Linked DNA regions of Mus musculus: region 2 is linked to region 1. Evidence: chromatin contacts called from public promoter capture Hi-C data. All regions are on one chromosome and are shown on one strand. Each heading gives the region's core, a stretch centred on a gene start, on an enhancer-like site or on the middle of the called end of the contact. The rest is flanking DNA. Distances are from core to core; before and after follow the strand shown. Region 1 holds the start of Tyk2 (tyrosine kinase 2). Region 2 holds the start of Atg4d (autophagy related 4D, cysteine peptidase).

Region 1 (6,253 bases), core at 2,567-5,066:
GAACTCTTGTGGCCTGGGCAGTGGCAGAGGAGACTGTTTTAGTTATTTTCATTGCGGTGAAGAGACACCATGACCAAGGCAATTTATAAAAGAACACATTTATTTGGGGATCAGAATTGCAGAGAATTAGAGTCCTTTATCATGGTGGGGAGCATGGCAGCAGGCAGGCACGCGAATGGAGAAGTAGATGAGATGACACCCTGAACCACAAGCAGGAGGCATAGAAAAGAGAACTGGGAATACCTTGGCCCTTTGAAGTCTCAAACCCATCCACCCTCAGTGACAACACCTCCAACAAGGGCACATCTCCTGACCCTTTCCAAACAGATATGCCAAGTGGAAACCAAGATTCAAATATATGAGTCTGTGGGGCCCACTCATTCGAGCCACCACAGAGTGTCAGCAGGGAAAGACAGCTGGCCCTTTGAAAGCAGAGAGAGAGCAGCCTGGCCTCCAGCTCAGACCACTCGGTGTCTGCCCACTGGGCATGTGCCCTCCCTGGTGGGTCTCACATTCTAGACCAGTGAAGATGGAAGTACAGAACCTCAAAGAGCTGAGTGATGTGCTCATCCAGTATAGACAGTGCCCCAGGTCCCATCCCAGCACACACACACACACACACACACACACACACACACACACGCACCACGCACCACGCACGCACGCACGCATGCACACATGCGCCCTGGCCAGAGTGGAGGGAAGAGGATTGGGCTCAGGGTCGTCCTATATAGAGACGCAAACTGAGCTACATAAGAGCCTGTCTCAGAAAAGAAAAGAAAAGAAAAGAAGAGGAAAGAAAAGAAAAGCTGGGTGGCGGTATACGCCTTTGATCCCAGCATTCAGGACACAAAAGAGTTTGAGGCCATCCTGATCTACAGAGTGAATTCCAGGACAGCCAGGGCTACACAGAGAAGCCCTGTCATGGAAAAAGAAAAAATGAAAAGGAGGAGGATATGGGGCTAAAGATACGGCTCAGCAGTTAAGAACACTGGCTGTGGGCTGGCAAGATGGTGGCTCAGTGGTTAAGAGCGCCGACCGCTCTTCCGAAGGTCCTGAGTTCAAATCCCAGCAACCACATGGTGGCTTACAACCATCCCTAACGAAATCTGATGCCCTCTTCTGGACTGTCTGAAGACAGCTACAGTGTACTTACATACAATAAATAAATAAATCTAAAAAAAAAAAAAAAAAAAAACAAAAACACTGGCTGCTCTTGCAGAGGACCTGGATTTGGTTTTTATTATAAAACCATCAGTAACTCCAATGCCCTCTTCTGGCCTTCATGGGCACCAGGCATGCATATAGTGTGTAGAAACACTAATAGGCTAAATACCCGTACATATAAATCTAAAAAAAAAGAAATTAAAAGTTAAAAGCAAGGAGGAAGAGGAAAGAAGAGTGGAGTGAGAGCAGGGCTGGCAAGTGCAGAACCTCACGATTCAGTCTCTAGCATCCCAGGAAGGGAGAAAGATATGTCCTCTCAGTTGGTAAGGACACCATGGCAGAAGGACAACAGATCTAAGCTTGACTGTCTTAGTTTCAAGTCTGGCTTCTCATTTCTGGTGGTTTGAATGATAAGGTCACCCATAGCCTTGGGCATTTGAATTCTTGGTCCCCAGTTAGTGTAGCTGCTTGGGAAGGCTTGGGAGGTGTAGCCTTGCTGGAGAGCGCGCATCACTGGGAGCGGGCTTTAAGAGTTGAGCTTCAGATATTCCTCGCTTACCGTTTCCTGCCTGTGGTTACAGATGTTACTTCACAGCTCTACCAGCCGCATGCCTGGGGCTTTCCTCTGTGCTTTAAGCCATCATGGTGGTGAATTCCTCCCCTCTGAAACCCTAAGCCCCAAATAAACTTGCCTTCTGTGAACTGCCTTGGTCATGGTGTTTTATCACAGCAATAGAAAAGTTTCTAGAGCAGCCAGTGGTGGCGCACGCCTTTAATCTCAGCACTCAGGAGGCAGTGGCAGGTGAGTCTGACTTCAAGGACAGCCAGGGTCACACAGAGAAACCCTTTCTCAAAAGACAGACAGAGAGGCAGGAATCATGATTAAGAATAATAGAGCTTGCAAGCTGGCTCAGTGCGTAAGAGCACTGATTGCTCTTCCAAAGGTCCTGAGTTCAAATCCCAGCAACCACCCATAATGAGATGACACCCTCTTCTGGTGTGTCTGAAGACAGCTACAGTGTACTCACATACACTAAATAAATAAATAAATAAATAAATAAATCTTAAAGGGGAAAAAAACAAAACAAAGTCACCATTTTGTTTCCTTTACCAGGGAGTTTCCTGGTATCGAGCACCCCAGCACTTTGTTGAGGAGAAGGGGTTATGCTCTCTGCTCTGTAACTACTTTCTGGTGAAATTAGGACTCCCTGTCACAGCCCAGGGAGGCTGGTCTGTTAGCCAGAGTAGGGGAGGAAATTAGGGCAGTGAGGCATTCACCACAAGCGTATGATTTGCCGACCCAGCTGAAGGGACAGTCTCATTTGCTGGGCGCCTGGGCTCACGTTAGTTTTTAGCAGGTCCAGGGCTTTCTGGTTTGTAGGGCTGCTTGGGTCTGGTGCGGTGTAGATCATCTCTGGAGCAGTTTGCAATCTGCTTCTGATTCATGGATGGTGTGCACCGGCCGAGTGGAACCGTACTAATATAGATCTGGACTAGGGACAAAAGTCAATGAAGTTAAAGGAAACATATTTGGAGAGCCTCGGAAATGGGCAACAGGCAGGGAGGCATAGGCTGCTGATTGACAGGAGTTCAAATCCAGGCAACCACAAGGTGGCACACATCCTTAACAAGACCTGATGCTCTCTTCCCGTGTGTCTGAAGACATCTACAGTCTTCCTACATATAACAATGAATATTTTTTTTTTTTTTTTTTTTTTTGGTTTCTCGAGACAGGATTTCTCTGTGTAGTCCTTGCTGTCCTAGAACACACTCTGTAGACCAGGCTGGCTTCAAACTCAGAGATCCGCCTGCCTCTGCCTCCCGAGTGCTGGGATTACAGGCATGTGCAACCACTGCCCGTCTTGAATAAATCTTTAAACAAAAACAAAAACTGGGTCTCATACAGCCTATGTCGTTCTCAAATCTCGCCCCAACTCAAAGTAGAGAGGATGGCATTGAACTTTTTTTTTAAAAAAATTATTTATTTTATGTATTTGAGTACACTGTCGCGTCTTCAGACACATCATTAGAGGGCATCGGATCCCATTACAGATGGTTGTGAGCCACCATGTGGTTGCTGGGAATTGAACTCAGGACCTCTGGAAGAGCAGTCAGTGTTCTTAACCTCTGAGCCATCTCTTCTGAGCTTTCTTTTCCACTCAAGTGCTGAGACTACAGGCATGTGTCTTCACACTTAATTGCAAGCACTGAGCTACAGCCTATTCACCAAAGACTGTTCAAGGAAAGCTTGGGGGGTGGGGCTTGGGATACGGTATTTTAAAAGGGGTGGTGATGGGAGAGGTTGGATGTGTAGGGATAGCACTGGGAGCCTCAAGCCTGGGTGACTCTGCAGCCGCGATACCCTGGTGTAGGCCGACGGGCAGAAGCCTAGGCAATGAGGGTTCCAGGTCCTTCGCCTACAGACCTCACTTTTCCGCCCGGCCCTGCAGCCCTCCTCTGCGTTTCCGCCCTCACCTTCGACGTCCAATCGTAGAGGCCTCCTCAGTTCCGCTTGCCACGCCAACAAATCACGACTAAAATAATCCCTCACCATCAACATTCGGAACGCCGCTGTTCTCGTACAATGACCAATAGGGATGTAGGACCGTAAACTGGGTGGGACGGACCGCAGCCAAAGGCATGCGCACTTCAGGTAGCCAATGGCAAGTGGCGCGTAGGCGGTGGACTTCCAGCGGCTCCCCGAGGCAGTGGGGCGGGGTCCAGGGTCCCAAGCCTGAGTACTCCGGAAACGGTGAGTGCAGAGGGTCCGCTGTGGGAAGCTGGCAGCGAGGAGGCTTGGGACTTGCCTGCATTAACACTGCCCCAGAGTGAGACTGGTGGGTTACCTGGAGAGTGCACAGTGCAGTTATTGCCTGGGCCAGATAGGTAGGCAAGTTTTCGGACAGTCGGTGCGGAGAGATGCAGTTTCTGCAAGTACAAACTACCTGGATTTCGTCTTCAAAGCTAAACCTGAATTTTTGAGACGATCCAGGAAGGAGGAAGGGAGTTCTCTTAAAAGCCCATGTCCCCAGGATGGCGCCCTGAACAGGAATAGATACGGTCCACAACTATTAACCGCTTACTGTGTGCCAGACGCTTTCTCTCTTGCCTTTGAGATAGACACTGGCCCCAGCCTCCTTTACAGGCAGATCTGACTGTATGTAGGTGCGCCTACAGTCACATAAATTACTAAGGCTGGTGGGCTCAAGGTTGGGCTTGCTGACCTATCTGCCTCCGAGTCCAACACTGAGGAGGCAGAGGCAGAGGGATTGCTGTGAGCTCTATTGTAAAATGCTGCCTCAAAATTAAAATTGTGTGTGTGTGATGTTGAGTATAGTGCATTATTCCTGCATTTAGAATACTGAGGCAAAAGGACCACCATGCTTTGGAGACCAGTGTGAGCTACAGTGTGAGTTCCAGGATAGCCTGGGCTACACTGTTGGACCAACATCAAAATCATAACATAAAGGATGAATGGATGTTCCCTCAGTTGGAAAAGTGCCTGCTAACATAAGGACCCAAGTTTGAATCCCAACACTCACAGAAACCGGAGTGTGGCAGCAGGCATGTCACTCCAGCACTAGGGGATGGAGACAGGAAGCTCTTAGGGGCTCCCAAGACAGCCCAGCCAGAACAGTGACCTTGGTTTAGTAATACCATGCCTCAAAAAATAAGGTAAAGGAGTAGGAGAAACGACTCAGGGTTACAGTCACTGTTAACACAGAGGACCTAGATTTAGTTCCCAGCACCCACATGGCAGCTCTCAACCATATATAACTCCAGTTCCAGGGGATCTTACCCCATCTTCTGGCCTCCATCGGTACCAGGAACATATGAGGTACAGACAAACATGTAGGCACAATGTTCACACTTATTATAAGTGTGGAAGCCAGGCAGTCATGGTGTATTCCTTTAGTCCCAGCACTTGGGAGGCAGAGGCAGGCAGATCTCTGAGGTTGAGGCCAGCCTGGTCTACAGAGTAAGTTCCAGGATATCCAGGGCTACACAGAGAAACCATGTTTGAAAAAGCATTTAAAAAGTAGAAAGTAATAGAGGAAGGACCTAATGTCCACTTCTGGCCGAAGCTGACTTTCACACTCAGGTGCACACACATGTATACACTGTGCATGCACACACATACATATGCATGTACATATTTCCCTATACACATTCATGCACTATACACACATCCATGCATCATACACACACATGTGAGATGCACACATATGCCTATACACATGCACTTGTATATATTATCTAAACACACATAATTTATGTACGTACATACATGTCATGTACACATATGCCTGCACACACATGGGTACAACAGGAATATATACACCTATAACATGCACACATGTGCACACTATGTACATGCACACACATCACCATGTTCATACGTTTTTGGTTTGTTTTTTTTTTTTTTCTGGGTTTTCTTTTTTTGTTTTGGTTTTGTTTTTTTTTTTGGTTTTTGGTTTTTCCAGACAGGGTTTCTCTGTGTAGCCCTGGCTGTCCTGGAACTCACTTTGTATACCAGGCTGGCCTTGAACTCAGAAATCTTCCTGCCTCTGCCTCCCGAGTGCTGGGATTAAAGGCGTGCGCCACCATGCCCAGCTATGTTTTGTTTTTATGAAACAGGGTTTCTTTGTGTAATCCCAGGTGTTTTGGAACTCACTGTGTAGACCAGACTGGCCTTGAACTCAGATCCACCTGCCTCTGCCCCCAGAGTGCCAGGATTAAAGGCGTATGCATGTGGAACCTTGTCCCTTAAATGTGGAGGACCCCTGTGAGTACCCCCAAGGGAGTCAGAGCAGCCCCCGTCTCCTCTTACAGGGGTGGATCTGGGGTGCTGAAGGGAAAGTGGAAGTGGTGAAGTTCATGACATAATTAAGTTATCTGTGTGTGTGTGTGTGTGTGTGTGTGTGTGTGCATGTGTGTACTTATGCAGCATAAGTGGAGGACAGCTCAGAGCATTCTGTCCTTCCATTGTGTGAGTTAAAGGCATTAAGCCCAGATTGTGAGTTTAGTCACTGGTCCCTTTACCTGCTGAGCCATCTCTGACCCCAAAATGTAGTACTGCTTTTTG
Region 2 (6,218 bases), core at 2,789-5,288, 130 kb before region 1:
GAGCCGTGATGTTTCTGGCCCTTTTGAAAAAGTATTATTATTATTATTATTACTATTACTATTGTGTGTCTAGGGGTGTACATGCCAAAGCACAAAACTGGAGGTCAAAGGACAACTTTGCAGAAAGGTACAGAGTTCAGACTCGAGCTGTCAGGCTTTTGCAGCAAGCCCCTTCAGCCACTGAGCTATCTTGTGGCCCCCACAGTTTTGGGGATCAATGGATCCTCTGCCAGCTTGTGAGCACGAGGATACCAGACTGGCTAACAATAAGGATATTTTGGTAGAGTTAAAGTGAACAGGGCTGATGGGATAGCCAAGCAAGTAAAGGACCTGCTGCCAAGCATGCTGACCCAAGTCCCATGTCTATACCCATAGGAGACAACACTCCCCCACGAGATCAAGTGCACATTGGTACAGGATTCCCACACCCCCCACATACACACACAAATAAAGATATGTAGTGTTGTGGTGTTTTGTTATTTTTTTTTTAAGTGGGACTGGAGTGAAGAAGGGAGCCCCCCCCCCCCTTGAATCTTTCATTCTGACTTTCTAGGTCTTGCAGAGAAGCACAAGAGGAAACCTCTATCCCAAAACTTCCATCAGCCCCTGAGAAATCGGGGCTTTGGGTAGCACTGGCTTGTCCCCAGCCTTACCTGTGCAGTCCTGAGAGACGTACACCACCAGGCGGCTGACTTCTGAGCAACTCTCCACAGCTTTCCTGGGGGGCAGGAGAGCAGACAGGCTTGAGTTCCTGGGGTCACCAGCAGCTCCCATCTTCCCTGCAATGGGTCTCACCTGAGGATGTGTGCCACCACAGAGGGCCCGTACCAGTCTCCTGCCTTCTTGCCCGAGCTCCGCCCAAGCTCCACTAGCCGATGTAGACCGAAGGGGGCCCGTGGATGATCAGCGAACCAGGAAACAATCCGCCGGTGCCAACGGTCCTGCTCCATCTCCAGTGCACCCTGTGTCCATCTTGGGGGCCCACGACGACCAGGCCCTCGGCAGCGACTGGGAGAGGCTGGCCCTGGCATCTCAGAGGAAGCCAGGCCTGTGCCTTCCACCCACCTCCAGTCTGAGGACGAGAAGACACTGAGAGCTAAACTGTGGCACAGCACCCTCCTTCCCTCCTATTGGACTCACACTCTAATACTCATGGAAATTACAAACTGACCTACTTTTTTGTCTTGATTTTTGCTTTTTTGAGACTGCATTTCTGTATAATGACCCTGGCTCATTCTGTAGACCAGGCTGGCCTCAAACTTACAGAGATCTGCCTACCTCTGCCTCCCAAGTGCTGGAATCAAAGGCCTGTGCCACCAAATCCTGCCAAAACTCATTTTTAAAAAGTAAAGGTCTGCTGGGCACTGGTGCACGCCTTTAATCCCAGCACTCGGGAGGCAGAGGCAGGCGGATTTCTGAGTTCGAGGCCAGCCTGGTCTACAGAGTGAGTTCCAGGACAGCCAGGACTATACAGAGAAGCCCTGTCTCAAAAAAAAAAAAAAAAAAAAAAAAAAAAAGTAAAGGTCTATTTTTAGCCAACGTGCAGCAGTGTTTTGCCTCTAAATAGTTAAGAGCTCTGTGAGGGCCTGGAGCTCAAGATTCCACAAGAGTCAGAGTCCCAGAAACTGCAATTACCTATGGTGAGAAGGTAACTCACGTGTGGGTCTCGCAATCAAACCTGCATCCTCTGCAAGCAGTAAGTGCTGCTTATTTATTTACTGGTTTATGTATTTGTTTTGGTTTTTCAAGGCAGGGCTTCTCTGTGTAGCCATGGCTGTTCTGGAACCTACTCTGTAGACAAGGCTGGCCTCGAACTAACAGAGATCTGCCTGCCTCTGCCTACGTACTGGGATTAAAGGCACTAGGCCTCAATAATTATTTAATTTTTGAGACATAATCTTGAACTTCTGTTTTTCCTACCTCCTCTAAGCACTTGCTATGTTTGCAGGCAGGCACCACTTAAGATCTTGTTTTCCTGACATATACATATATATGTACACATACATACATATATGTCAAAAATATACACACACTACACACACACACACACACACACTCACACACTTATCTCTAACTGGCCTGAAACTCACTATGTATCCCAGACTGGGTACTATATCTCAAAATCCTGCTTCAACCTCCCAAGTTCTGGAATTCCACTGCACTGTTCAACTCACAGTCTGCAGCAGTTTTAAAGGGCTGAGCCAGAAGCCAGGCACTTGCAGCCTGCATATACACAACTCACCTCTAGGCAGAAAATGCAGGAGCAGGCCCTGGGCCAGCATCATCTGACCACTTCGTAACATACATCCCCAGCCACAGTCTGAGGTCAGGCTGCCTCCAGCAAGGGGTGGGAAGTCCCGGCGATATGTGAGCCATAGTCGAGATACAAAGTCCCTTTGAAACCGCTGGATGTCACCTATGAGAACCAACTGGTCAGCCTGGCAATCAAGGAGAACCCTAGGAGACTTCCCCTACCCTGGTTCCAGATTTGACACCTCACCCTCTCCCTCGAAATGGTAGCATCGCCCGCAGAGGTGAACAGTGGAGATCTTGCTGAAGCTGGTCCGGCTTTTAACTGCCCAACCTGGGGAAACATGGAGTAGCTCGCAGCAATTTAAAGCACTCAAGTATCAGCAATGGGTCTTCCATTCCCCAGTGTTGAACTGGGCCTGATCCTAGCTGAGATGTCAGGGCGGCGGCTCTGCAAAATCCATGCCACACCACATCTGTCTGGAACACAGGTGGGACTTAGTCACATCTTCATAAGGACCCACTATCAACCCAGGGCCGTTCTATTCTGACTGTTGGGTTTTGCTGTAAATCTATAAAGCACATTTTTATTTTGTGTATGTGAGCTTGTGTATATATGTGGACAAGCAAGCACCACAGTTTGGGTCTGGAGTATAGAACATTGACAGGAGTGGGGGCTCTCCTTCCACCATTGGGGTCCAGGCTGGAGCTGAGGTCCTTAAGCTTGGTGACAAATGCCTTTAACTACTGCGGCATCTCACTAGCCTTTTTCCAATTTTTTTTTAAAATATCCACTGGTGTTTTGCCTGCATGTATACCTGTGTGAGGGTGTTAGATCCCATGAAACTGGAGTTACAGACAATTGTGAATTGCCATGTGGGTGCTGGTAATTGTTCCTCTGGAGGAACAGCCAAGGCTGCTGAGCAGTCTCTCCAGCCCCCTGTTTTCCGATTTTTTGAGACCCAGTCTCATGAGGAGCTCAAGTCAGCCTGGAACTTATTATATAGTCCAGGATAGCCTAGAACTCTTGGTAAACCTCCTGCCTCAGCATCCCAAGTGCTGGGATTACAGGTGTGAACCAACATCTATTAACTCTGTTCATACTATTGCACCTATGTTACAGAGGGCAGTAAACAGACCGCAGGAAAGCAAGGTATTTGGCCAAGGTCAAACAGGTGCAATGGGCGGAGCTTGAAAACCTTTCCCATTTAACCTGCCCCACGTCCAGGACTGGGAAGGGCGGAGGACCTGCTTGTGACTCCTCCTGGATGGGCTCATCCACAGGACAGGGTAAAGGTTTGGTTTCTTTTGCTCTGACCCCTCTGACACCCTTGACCAGTGCACCCCCTCCTCACCATACTTGACGTTGTTCCAGGCTGTCAGGAACTTGGCTTTGAACTTGTCCACCTCGTCGGGCTCGGCGGGGTCTGTCCCAGATGAACCGAGAGCTGCCACTCCGGACCCCGAAGGTCCCAGGTTGCTAGGATCCGGGATACGGGTTTGTCCCCTCGGCCGGCGACAATCGGCCCGGCGCGCGTCCTCCGAGCTCCCGCTGCGGTACTGCGCCGCAGCCGGCGACACGGAGTTCATGGACCCGCCGGAGAGGAAGGACGCAGGTGTCCCCGAGGTCCGGGGAACTGCGAACGCTCGGGAGCAGCCCCGCGGCCAGCACAGTGTTACTCTATACTCAGAGCCGGGCTCCCGGGTCCGGCTCTGGCCGCAGCGGATACCCGGGCTCCCACAGCCAGCGCCATCTTGGTGGCCCAGAGCACCCGGATACGGTGGGCTTGGCTAGCGAGCAAGCCACGCCCCTGTACAGTCCGCCTCCCTTGGACTCACCACACCCTCCTAATCTCACCGCGCAGGCGCAAGCGCGTCCCTGGGGGCCCTTATCTCAGACCAATGGGTCAGAGCCGGAGAAGCCACGCCCATTTACAGCCCTTTCTCAAGCCTTGCACACCCTTGTTCTGAATGACATCTCAAGCTGCGGACGCCGGACCTTCTCTCGCTCAAAAGTGCAGATTTCCCCGCCCTGCCACTCAAATTCCACTGCATTGAAGGTCCCATGTTCTGGGTGCGATACATGGGGCTTGTCGTGCCTGTGGAGATCTCGTAAGAGCCAACTCAGGTTCCTAGACAGCCAGCACCTTTATCGCATCTTTATCCGCTGAGCCATCTGAAGGGCCTTTCCAATGTTTTGAGACAAGCTCTCACTTAGACCTGACTCTCCTAAGGAGAATACATTCCGACTATTCAAGTCCTGCTTAGGCACACGAGCTCCGTTCACGCCCAGAACACATGCCCCGACCTGCAGTGAAATTGGAGAGCCCAGGCAGAGAACCCACCCTGGAGCTCAGGCTGGCCTCCAACTCATGGCTGCCCGCCTGCGTCAGCTTCTTTAGTGCTGGGGTACTCAAAGACTGAGCACACTGGCGATGGAGCTGAGTTGGTAGAGGGCCTAGCACACGTGAGGCCCTGTGTTCTATTCCCTGAAACCCAGAAACTGAGTGTAGTGGTGCATGAAACCCAAGTCTCTGAGGCAAAGGCAGGGGCACAGGCCCCTCCTCTGTTGTGCAAGGCGTTTGAAACCAGCCTGAGCTTCATGAGAACGAAAGAGACTGTGAACACAACAGAGTTTATCAACCCAGAACAGATGTCACCCTGGGGATGTGACTATCCCTGACCCATTGGTGCCCCATTGGTCATGATTCTCAGTGCCTCAGTTTTCTCCTGAGCAAAATTTGAGGGAGTTATCTGTAAGACTATAAAAGGAAAACGAGGGCTGGTGAGATGGCTCAGTGGGTAAGAGCACCCAACTGCTCTTCCGAAGGTCCAGAGTTCAAATCCCAGCAACCACATGGTGGCTCACAACCATCCGTAACGAGATCTGACTCCCTCTTCTGGAGTGTCTGAAGACAGCTATAATGTACTTCCATATAATAAGTAAATAAATTAAAAAAAAAAAAAAGGAAAACGATTTTGGCATTTTTTTTAGTGAATCTTTTTTATTTATTTATTTATTTTATTTTTATGAGAACGCTGTCGCTGTCTTCAGACACACCAGAAGAGGGCATCAGAATCCATTACAAATGGTTTTGAGCCACCATGTGGTTGCTGGGGATTGACCTCAGGACCTCTGAAAAAGCAGCCAGTGCCCTTAACTGCTGAGCCATCTCTCCGGCCCCAATTTTGGTATTTTGAGACCCTATCTTATGTAGCCCAGGCTGAGCTTGAACTTACAAGCTATGTGCCTGAGGATGGCCTTGAATTTGCCTATTATTTATTTATTACACTTATTTATCTGTGTGTGTATGTGCACGTGTGTGTGTGTGTACGCGAGTGCACACACGTGCGTGGGTGTGTGTGTGCATGTGTGTACACATCCTTGCCACAGCACTTATGTGGCACTCAGAGGGCAACTTTTGGAAGTCACCTTCTACCACATGAGTCCTAGGGACTGAACTCGGGTCGTCCGGCTGGCAGCAAGCACCTTTACCTGCTACTCTGTCCTAAATTTATGATCCTTCTCTCTCCGCCTCCAGAGTGCTGGGATTACAGGCATACAAGGTTCTCCTGCATCGCCCCAACTGAATCTTCATACAACTGATGCATATCCAAGGAAAGATTCCAACCCAAAGAGAAAGAAGGGGGGCCGTATCAGAAAGTAGGATGTCTTTTTATATAAAATAGGAAAGGCTGCAACCTCATTTGTAGTTGGATAGGCTTGGAGGGAGGGGAAATCAGCAGGGGCGGGGAGTATAGAGGAGGGTAGATTGGTAAGGCTTTGTTGTAGCACTCATGGGGCATGTTCAGTCCCCGCACTGCAAAAGAGAAAAAGAAAGGCCAAAGGCATCTTTGATGGAGTAGTGAGTACTTCAGTGCCCTGACTATATAGACCTTTCCCTGAAATGAAATCATATCAGATTGCCACCTAAGATACTTGAAATAAGGCTGGAGCTGGGGCTTAG

The links. Capture Hi-C pulls out chosen DNA fragments and counts their contacts.
Region 2: a promoter capture Hi-C map of adipose tissue shows a contact between it and region 1. The contact joins the promoter of Atg4d here to the promoter of Tyk2 in region 1. A contact is called at or near these places in 1 of 115 datasets of contacts at active chromatin or transcription factors (embryonic stem cells) and 3 of 9 other capture datasets (adipose tissue, liver and pancreatic islet).

Annotation. Positions count from the first base shown.
Region 1 is chr9:21,128,838-21,135,090 of GRCm38.p6, reverse strand. It overlaps Tyk2 (tyrosine kinase 2), which reads left to right and starts at 3,816. Exons shown (of 25, transcript NM_018793.2): 1 at 3,816-3,919.
Region 2 is chr9:21,263,105-21,269,322 of GRCm38.p6, reverse strand. Atg4d (autophagy related 4D, cysteine peptidase) reads right to left here and starts at 4,038. Exons shown (of 10, transcript NM_153583.10): 1 at 3,606-4,038; 2 at 2,501-2,584; 3 at 2,243-2,416; 4 at 796-1,072; 5 at 654-718. The coding sequence starts at 3,840.